Regions from separate parts of the Mus musculus genome. Here region 2 is linked to region 1. Evidence: chromatin contacts called from public Hi-C data. All regions are on one chromosome and are shown on one strand. Each heading gives the region's core, a stretch centred on a gene start, on an enhancer-like site or on the middle of the called end of the contact. The rest is flanking DNA. Distances are from core to core; before and after follow the strand shown.

Region 1 (5,150 bases), core at 1,649-4,148:
GTACTAAAAATATCTGGGGCTTAACTGATAAATCATGAGTGTCTTTGAAGAGACAGAAAGTTAGCCTTGGGAAATTCTCTACCTGATGTAAAAAAGACCACTTTTACTGAGTGGTTTTGCCAGTGGTTCTCCTGGTCTAATCTTCTTATTCAAATGTAGATGACATAAAGTTATAGAAGTTTTTAAAAAATATATTCATACTAATCAACATAGAGTTATACCTTTGAAAGGAAAAATATTGGGCTCAACCCTCCCCCAACAAAGTTCTCAGCACAAAGGACATTTATTTACCCTAGTGGGACAGAAGGCAGAAGATAGAGGAAAAAGAAGAAGAGGAAGAGAACCAGGGAGTTGGGGCAGGGACAATTGTCTGAGAGTACGATAAGAAACTGCCTCTGGATAGAGAAGAGATAGATTTGTCACAGGAAAATATCAGTTTATAAAAGTACAAAGGGAAATGCCATGTTAGGATGAGGCATTTAATGGTTATGTTAATTAGTTGAGCCAAAAGGGACTTTTGTCATTAATTAATTAATTTATTTATTCTCTTTACATCCTGGTTGCAGCATGCCCTCCCCCATCCTCTCCTCCCAGTCCCACTCTCACAAATCCCTTCCCCTACTCCTCCCCAATCCTTCTCCTGAGAGAAGAGGAAGCTTCACTTGGATACCACCCTGCCCTGAGTCATCAATCCCCTCACACTGAGGTCCAACCAGGCAGTTCAGCTAGCGGAAGGGGATCCAATGGCAGGCAATAAAACCCTAAAGCGAACCCTAAAGGGGGCTTTTGTTTGCTAGACCTCAAAGCTTTGAAAGATGAACCGTGGTAATCAGTCTCAGGAGGAAGAAGTGACCAAATAAGTGAATAGGCCTTGGTGGATAACTTTAGGAATGTAATCTTACAGTATTTATTAAGGCAGAGTGTCTTAGTTAGGGTTTTACTACTTTGAACAGATACTATGACCAAGGCAACTCTTATAGGGACAACATTTAATTGGGACTGGCTTACAGGCTCAGAGGTTCAGTCCATTATCATTAAGGTGGGAGCATTGCAGCATCTAGGTGGGCATGGTGCAGGGAGAGCTCAGAGATCAACATCTTCATCTAAAGGCTGCTAGTGGAAGACTAGCTTCCAGGCAGCTAGGATGAGGGTCTCAAAGCCCATACCCACAGTGCCACACTTATTCCAATAATGCCATAACTTCTAATGGTGCCACTTCCTGGGCCAAACACTTACAAACTATGACATAGAGGGAATGAGGGGCAAGGGGGCAGGTCTGCCAGAGCCATGCTTGCTATGCTCAAACTGGCCAGAGTCCCTTCAACCTTTCTATTTTCATGTGATTATTTTCCCATACACTAAAAAGTATGAGGAAGAAATGTATATATTGCTTTGGAGAACATTTATTGTCATCTATTATGTGTACAAAATCAGTTTTCTATTGTGGAAACTTGATATAGGTAAGTTGGTGATGCAGCTTGATGTCTATACCAGAGCAAGAAAATAATCTGGAAGGTCCAACTTCTAAACCACTTTTGCTGTCACTTTCTTGTGCCCAGTGCATTGAATAGTCCCTTGGCCAGGCTGTGTGACAGTCACCAAATACAGAAAGCTATAGACCAGGTTCCTGCTTCCTGGAGATCATAGTTCAGAAAGAAAAATATGTTTTTCCCTTTCGTTAGAGTTTCACTGTATGGTCCAGAATGGTCTTGAACTTGAGATCCTTTCACTCTAATGTTCCTGGTATAGGACTAGAGACGGGTGCCATCATATCTTGTGGGAAGCCATGTTTAATGGCATAACAACATGATCAAATGCTTGCTTATAAAGCAGCATGAGTTCTGCAAAAACTGATCAAATGTGGTGGTGAGAAGTAAATATTAGAACCAACATCAGGAGCAGGATTAACAGTCAACTACGTATGGAAGAGAAAACATGACTGGGTGAAACAGTGAGAAAGAAGTCAGTTTCTCCATTCATTGAGTCTGGGCTCTCTTTGAGTCCCTGGTAGCATGTGGGAGCAGAAAAGGCTTCTGTAGTTCTCAAAGATGGTTTTACTTTCAGGAAAAGAAGTCTAGTCAAACTTCCCAGAGGATGAGAGGTCAGTGCTCTTGAAAGGGCAGTTCTAGATGATTCTCTCAGTCCCACCAATTGAGGGATCACACCAATGAAGGGCAGTCCCGTTGTCACTTTGGTATTTCCAGGCCAGAAGCCAGATCCCTGGCACTATGAAAGTGACCCACTTGGATCATTACAACTCACATTGCTGACCACAGAATCTGGACATAATGAGTCCTGTCATTGAAAGAGTTTACTGGTGATCTAAGACAGGAAAACTATTTGTTGGTATGCCAAGGGATATATAGGAGCTAAGACTGACACTAAGGAAGTCATTAGAATAAAGGAACACAAGGAGATGATGCGCTGTAATGGTTAGAAAGGCCTCTAATTTCTAATCTGAAAAAGTTAGGTACTGGAGGCAAATTAGGCTGGAAAGTGACTTGAATTAACTAGTCTGTGTGCATAGATGCTTTTGACTTGAACAAACTCACTGTTTTGCATGAGATACAATGCAGGAATCTGCACATACATGGCATAAACTCAGCAAATTCTGTCTTATAGTTTTCTTTGATTGGATCATCAGGATTATCCCAGTCAAAGAAAGTGAAACAGTCCAGGTGTAGGTGTGAAGTTCAAAAGTAGAGGGTGCAGAGGACCAGACAAGCACAGCACACTTCGCTTTGAAACTTTGGATGGAGTCTATTTATAGTTGAAAAACTCATTCTTCCTACCAAAATTTTCCATTGAAAATCTGTCTTTGACACATTTAATTGTAAATCAGCTGACAGCTTCTGCTGTCTTGGCTCTTGAAGTAGAGTTCCTTGAATAGGCTAGCTGGCAAGTGAGGAGACAGACACAGGCAACGGCAGATGAATCTTTGAACTGTCTTTCATCTGGAGTCCTGTATATGCCTAGTAAAAACATCCTTGTTACCGAAGCATTTATATCCACTGCTTTGGAACCTTGTGAGGGCACAAATCTTTAGCAAAGTAGTTTTTAAGGCCCCCAAAATAGTTGTTCATGAATTTCTAAAGACTCCTGAAAGTCTGATAGTCATTCTATTTTGAAACTTGAATTTCAAGCTGTGTCAGAAAAACATCCCTAGGTGTGGAAGACAGACATACTTTGGCTTAAGTCATGCTCTGTGGCTTATAACTCATATGGTGCTCAGGAATCATGTTTTGGCTAAGTGGCTAAAACTGTAAATAGTAGAGAGAGATAATAAAGTCACTTAACACATGAATGTAGGTTAAATAAAATGTGTCCAGGAATCAGTTACAAATAATGCACTGAAAAGTTTTTGGAGAATATATGGTGGTACTGTCTTGATCTCTTTGTTCCATATATTCAGGCATGATTGAAATTCCCATGTCAATTCACCATGGGTTTGACCAATATTAAGTGGGAACAGCATTTTCTTTTTATTGCATAAGCTTTAACTTTCTCTTTGCTCCAGTCCAGTGATTTTTAATATTGGCTGCACACTGTAGACCCTGGGAAACTTGTAACAAAAATATCAATGGTATTTCCATTCCCAGAGATTCTGATGGATTTAGCCTGAATTGTAGTTCTGCTGGTGAGATAAATTTCATGAAATATTTCATGCATCAATTTAGCTGAGAGAATTTTAGGAGGCAAAGTAGTTAATCATAGAAGATTCTGTTGGGGTACAACAGAAGTCATTGTTGCTTCTGCTACACTATACGCACAGAAAGAATACAACACAGAACCCTTTCTTACTTTTTTAGTCAATTTCCTAATTGGATATGACCCTACTACCTTAGGAGTAAAAGGACTCCCTGACTAACTAACTTTCAGATATATCCTACAGGAAGTAAGTCTTGAACCAAACTAGGCTTCATGGTGAAGCTCAAAGTTGTACTTCTCTTCTTTGGTTGATTGGGGCAATGAAAACAATCCAAGTGTTTTCTTCAAACCACAGGAGTTTGAGACTATTTACTTTCTCCTGTGACTTCTGTTATTTTTAAATATAGGTGTCTTTGTGTCACTCAAAACCTAAATCTTCAATTAGGGTACACTGCCACCAGGTGGCAATAAGGGTCCCATGTGAGCTTTACACCCATGAATGATAATTTGAGCAGTCCCATCCTCATTCATTCATGGATATCTGCGAACAAAATATGTGGATTTTTAACTTTGAATTCTAAAATGTAAATTTTAATTTTACAACTGAACTTTCATACCTTAATATGTCTAAAACTTGTATATTTAGTTGTACACAAATGTCATAGTGTGTGTGTGAAATACTTCATTTCACCATAAATATGAGTTAAAAGAAATTAAGATGAATGTAAAATTAATATCTTATTACCTCCAAATAATTACTGAACACAGTCTAATAAAAAATACTCACTCATATTCTTCTGTAGTCAGTTTTAACTACTAATACCAGTAGGTGCTACTATAGAAACTGAGAGCAACATGTTGTAAAAATTTATTCAGAAGGAGCCACATTCTAGCAATGATCATTTGCTATTCAAGTCTTGATAATATACATCCTACTAATGATTTGATTTTGGTCGATGATACTCTTATTAAGAATAAGCCCCCAGAAACTTAGAATACCCAAGATACAAGATACAATCTACAAAACACATGAAACTAAAGAAGAACAAAGACCAAAATGTGGACACTTTGCCCCTTCTTAGAATTGGGAACAAAACACCCATGGAAGTAGTTACAGAGACAAAGTTTGGAGCTGAGACAAAAGGATGGACCATCTAGAGACTGCCATACCTGGGGATCCATCCCATAATCAGCCTCCAAACACTGACATCATTGCATACACTAGCAAGATTTTCCTGAACGGACCCAGATATAGCTGTCTCTTGTGAGGCTATGCCTGGACTTAGCAAATACAGAAGTGGAAGATCACAGTTAGCTATTGGATGGATCACAGGGCCCCCAAGGAGGAGCTAGAGAAAGTACCCAAGGAGCGGGGTCTGCAACCCTATAGGTGGAACAACAATATGAACTAACCAGTACCCCGGAGCTCATGTCTCTAGCTGCATATGTATCAGAAGATGGCCTAGTCAGCCATTGGAAAGAGAGGCCCATTGGTCTTACAA
Region 2 (5,150 bases), core at 1,597-4,096, 190 kb before region 1:
CACCAGACGTATCAGCAGTACTCAGCTGCAGGCCTCCAATCTTGCTCGTGCGTTTACTTTCTGCCTGTGTTGGCAGCCACGAGCCACGTGATTCTCACTTCACTGGTTTAATCGATGGCTTTCTTTATGCCTTTAATAACCTATTTAACAGATCATTTTCATCTTACATCTTGTCCCATGAAATGTCCTGAAGCTGAAATTGGACTCAAGCCTTGTATATTCACCTCAAATTCCTGTTGACAGTGCCTATGACTACCCTCTGAGCTGAGTCCTTTGGAGAACACACCATGCTGCTGAGCATGAAAAATTTGACCCTGTCCATTCTCAACAAGACTCGTTAGACCGATTTCTCCTATCCATTCTCCTGGAATGCTGGGATAATTCTCCAAGCAGGCAGAGGCCAGGAAGAAAGCGTTTACAGTGAAACAGAAGCGGGCTTTGGGTTAACAACCTGGCTGGGTGCTACTTGAAAGTATTCTGACATCAGAAAATCACAGTGTTTTAAAAAGACAGTGAACTTTTTTCATAGATTGGTATGTTGAGAGTGGGATATTTAAATAATGAAACTGTTGAACAGGTTTCACGCAGTGTCTGGAACATAATGGACCTTTAACAAATACTACTACTCATCTTGTTTGCATTAGCTCTAAGAGCTTTAGGCAAGAGAAAGCCTGAGTTTTCATGGAAGGCTTCTTGGGGACAGAGTGTGTCTTAGACCTTGATGCATGCAAGGTAAGGAATGCCTGGGATAGTTTGTAAAGGAATTTACAGCCACTGGTTTTAAGGCCCCATTTGGACCTTGGGTTGAGGGCCATGGATGCTTCCAGCTGATGCGTGATGCTGATCGTGTCCTACTCCCTGAGAATCACTTGGGCTCTCAGAGTCTTGCAGTTTAGGGTGCTGGACCATTTGATGAGGCTTGAGGAGCTAAGACTTCGCCACTGTGACACCACTTCTTCTTTTATCCCGTGTCTTCCATTGATAGGCTTCTTTTCACCTTCTGTCTGTAGACCCAGATGGTAAACTCTAGGGCCTTAAAATGGGGGTGCTTTGTATGCTTTAGGGTGCTGAAAACCCCTTCTTTCACTTCTGCTTGCCTTACTTCGTCTTTCTTAAAATCCTGCATTTTCAAATACCAACATTGAATTCTAATTTTGCCACTTATAAAACTATAGGCATGTTTGTGAATAGGTTACTTTTTTTTTCTGTGAAAAAAGAAAATATCATTTTCATCTTCTCATAGGAATCTCAGAAAATTTCTTTTACTAGTATATAACAAGGGACAGATTTTGATTCTGCCCCCCCAAATTAAAATTTATTTAATAAATCTCTTCTTTAGTAAATTGAAAGTGTATATTTCATGTCACACATGCCCATGAGCAGATATATGTCATATTCATATATATATATATATGATGTATATGTGTATACAATAGGAAGGAATAGAGGGTGGGTTTTATGGTCCAGGCAGGAAGCTCCAGAACGCACTGTCTATGCTTGCTCATACTAGTGGCTAACCCTGGAATGCAGCACTCACCCATCTCGCCTCGGAAAAATGCTGTGTATGCTTCACAGCCCTACCCTGCGCAGCCCTACTCCCAGTTAGTACATTGCCTAAGCCCATGCACTTTTCTTTTCTTGCTCAGCGCAGTACCCAGGATGGTGCTTGCACATAGCAGAAACCCCACTCAGATTTCTCATCGACACACATACAGATAGCCAGTAGGTGTCAAATTCCAGAAAACTTGTTCCACTCCTTTGGTTAAGCCCCCCCCCCCCCATTCAAGAAATCACATTCTGCAGCAGTTACTAGCAGAACTGCCCCACCTGCGAAAGGAATGGGGTGGACCAGCCAGGGGAAGAACCAAGAGAATGTTTAACTAAATAAATGGTGGCATTGACTTGAAATTAATAATGGAAAATAACTGTAATTTGTGTTAATTTATAGAAACAAAGCACATTTTATAAGCAGAACCTGCCCCCGCCATATTGTTCATTGCTGTGTCCTTTACAATAGAAAACTCCTTGATTTTTCCATCCAATGACCATCAGAAACACCAGTGAATGAGGGAAGGAATAGCCAGTATAGAAAAAAACTGCTAAGTGTTTCAAATGTGTATATGTGTGTGAAAGTGAGAATGCGTGAGAGTGTGTATGTGTGTCTGAGTGCGTGTGTGTGTGTGTGTGTGTGTGAGAGAGAGAGAGAGAGAGAGAGAGAGAGAGAGTATGTGTGTGTGTGTATGTGTGTCTGAATGTGTGTGTATGTGTGGGTTAACATGCAAAGCAGAAACTTAATGCATACAGATGTTACTGACTCCAAACAGTAACACACAAGGCAAGTTTCCTTATCGTTTCCATTTTCAGATAGAGAAATTAAAATGGCAATCCCTAGACCAAGAAACAACCACATTTGACATTTCTGCACATCACACTACCTACAAAATACCTCATTTTGTTTTCATCAAATAGTCCAAGGTATGAGGGCTGGAGTTTAATCTTCTGTGCTTTGTGACACAGAAGTGATGAAGACCACTTCTTCTCTAAGAGACTATGAGATTTAATTAGGGAAGTGGTTATAAAAACATGTCGAAGTTCAAAAGTGCTTTTCCTTGTCAGGGCCCATGACTATATTTCCAAATAGGACAACCTAGCTTTTAAAGCCACTTGCCTGGAATGAGTCTGCAAATCCCTTAGAGAGAATGATAGGGAGAGTTAGTGCCTGATGCCTAACATGGCCCATATGGTTTTGCAGAGATTCCATAAGTAAAGAGGAGAGCAAGAAGTCTAGCTTGTTAGTGTTCGAGTGTGGGAACAGTACGAGTTTGCTCTGTGATGATTCTAACATTCAGGAATGTTGGCACCTTCTCTTCCTGACTTTGCATTAGGAAACCAGGGCGTGTTGAGTAACAGGATGTACGTTCATGCTGTTTTTGGTTTCTTTGGGGGTTCATTTTGGGAAATCTTCTTTCAAGATAGAGCTTCAATGTTAGACTCAGGAAAGCCCTTTAACCTCGGGGCTGCTGCCTCCAACGTGGACTAAAGGTCCTGGTGGAGTAAGAGTTGGATGCTGTTCCTCATGAGTTAGGAGTCATTGTTTGCAAATGTGCTCCCCAATGAAAAAGGATTAGGTCCTGGACAGTAGAGAACATTATGTTCATATTGCAAAATCTTGATATGATCTAGTAAGGGCTGATGGGGATTTGATAAGCCAATCTTCTTGGCTGAAAATGTCATCGCTGATCTCTATTTATTGCTATATCCCACCCCACATTTGTTCTTCACAATATAAGGCAAGACTTAGAGGAATCCCTTTGGCTCTGTCAGAATTACCATAGGGATGTGGGAAGACACCGAGGCTCCATGCCATAAATTAATTTTGATCATATGATATGTGACTTAGGTACCCTGTTGCAATTCTGCAGCTCAATGTCTTTCCTTTGAAAACTGGAACCATCCTTCATCTTCTTTTTCTTTTTCTTTTTTGTTAAAGAAAAAAAAAACTAGTTGGGAATTTAATGATTGTCATTACCTACTGACTTCCAGAGAAATTTAAAGAAATGTCCCTATGAGAGACAATCTTACATAGTGACTATGACACAAATTTCTATTCTGTATGTTTCCACAAAAGTTAGTTAACATTTTAAAAATCTTAGTTTCTTCCACTGAAAAGGATAGATAAAAATGGCAATGCCTAGTCCAGGCATTAAAAATTAAAGGCTGTGATCTCTGAGTTGAAGAACTTAGCACAAAACACTAGCACATTGTAAAATCAATAAATACTAGGTATGGCCATTATCTCCATTGTATGGCGAATGGTTAGAAAAGCATCATAAAATGTTATATGCATGAGGAAAGTATTATTATCTCTTAACATTTGCTCTTTTGTTGACCAAAAGGAATTTCAAGGCTTACAAATTATTCTTTGGGAAAATGAATTATTCACCAGGTTATTGGCCTCAGTACTTTTCATCTTCAGCAAGAAAAAGAATAATGAAGAATCTGCAGCTTTGACCTACCATATAGGCCACATCTAAAAAAGTTCAGCACAGCAAGTAACTGGCTGCAGTTTTTTTTTTCTTTTTTTTTCTAGTTCAGTGCTTTTCCCACAGATTAGGATCCATATGGAAGAGATGCCTGGGAAGTGAATTTCCATATAAGGAGCTTCTTACTAAGTTTCTTTCATAACTCTACATACATGTATATCCAGAAATAGGTATAAAACACTTGGGGAGATATAAAAAACAGGAGAAGTCACTTCTTCGGTGGAAAATAATATGTGATAATAAGATAAGCCATAATCGCCAGACAACTGGACTTTCTATTTTGTATGGCATTTTGACACCTGGGGAAGGAAGCTAACAGACAGAGCATCAGCGTCACCACTGTTGAGCTTTAAAGGATGTACGCAGAGCTTTCAAGTTCTTAGGGATACGTCTGAGAAGACGGTCAAGACTTTACACACTTCTCTGTCATGACTCTACACAGGATTCTCAGAAACATTGGAAGGAAAGAAAGGTAGTAGCACTCTAACTGAACAGGGACCAATGATTAACAATTGACACTTAATCCTGGGTCTCAATTCTATTTCCACTTGGTTAATCAGACCCTGTTTTGTAGCTCTTATTTTCAAACTGACTTGACTTTTTCTTTCTACATCAGACTCTCTGAACTTATGAGAAGAAGATGTGATGGTAGAACCAGGTGGCTGGAACACAAAGATGGAAAAAACAAACAAACAGAGATCCCTAATTAGAATGCAGAAAATAGTTGAAAGAATGTGAAAAAGACTGAATTCTTGGAACAAAAAGGAAGCATGTCTTCATGTAATGAATGTGCAGTTATTGAAGCAAAAAGGCTGGACATAAAAGCCATTTATTTGACTAACTTATGATTATTTAATATATGGTCTGATTAAAATATGAGACAACAATGTATTTACTCAAAGTAAAGAGGACAGAAGGATCACTCCACATAAGAGAGCTGTCTGTTTATAGGTGTGGAGATAGTTTCCAAGATGGCTACTATCCACACTGCTACTTACTTCATATCTAGGCCAACATTAGTGATTGATTAGCTAATAGAATTTGGCAGAAACGATATTCTGGGACTTCCAAGGGAAGGTCAGAAAAAGGCTCAGTATCTACTTGAAT

The links. A called contact is a pair of places that touch in the nucleus more often than the background predicts.
Region 2: a contact with region 1 is called in a Hi-C map of the 4T1 cell line, with 1.6 times the contacts expected there. The contact joins two enhancer-like sites.

Annotation. Positions count from the first base shown.
Region 1 is chr15:61,414,784-61,419,933 of GRCm38.p6, reverse strand. No RefSeq gene overlaps it. Among named protein-coding and RNA genes, the nearest start is that of Gm24696, 59 kb to the right of the region's middle. Within about 2 kb of position 2,898, at least 11 of the 459 cell types and tissues checked have an H3K27ac peak or open chromatin away from gene starts, as enhancers often do. A contact at or near this core is called in the 4T1 cell line, where this site is marked.
Region 2 is chr15:61,606,312-61,611,461 of GRCm38.p6, reverse strand. No RefSeq gene overlaps it. Among named protein-coding and RNA genes, the nearest start is that of D030024E09Rik, 170 kb to the left of the region's middle. Within about 2 kb of position 2,846, at least 78 of the 459 cell types and tissues checked have an H3K27ac peak or open chromatin away from gene starts, as enhancers often do. A contact at or near this core is called in the 4T1 cell line, where this site is marked.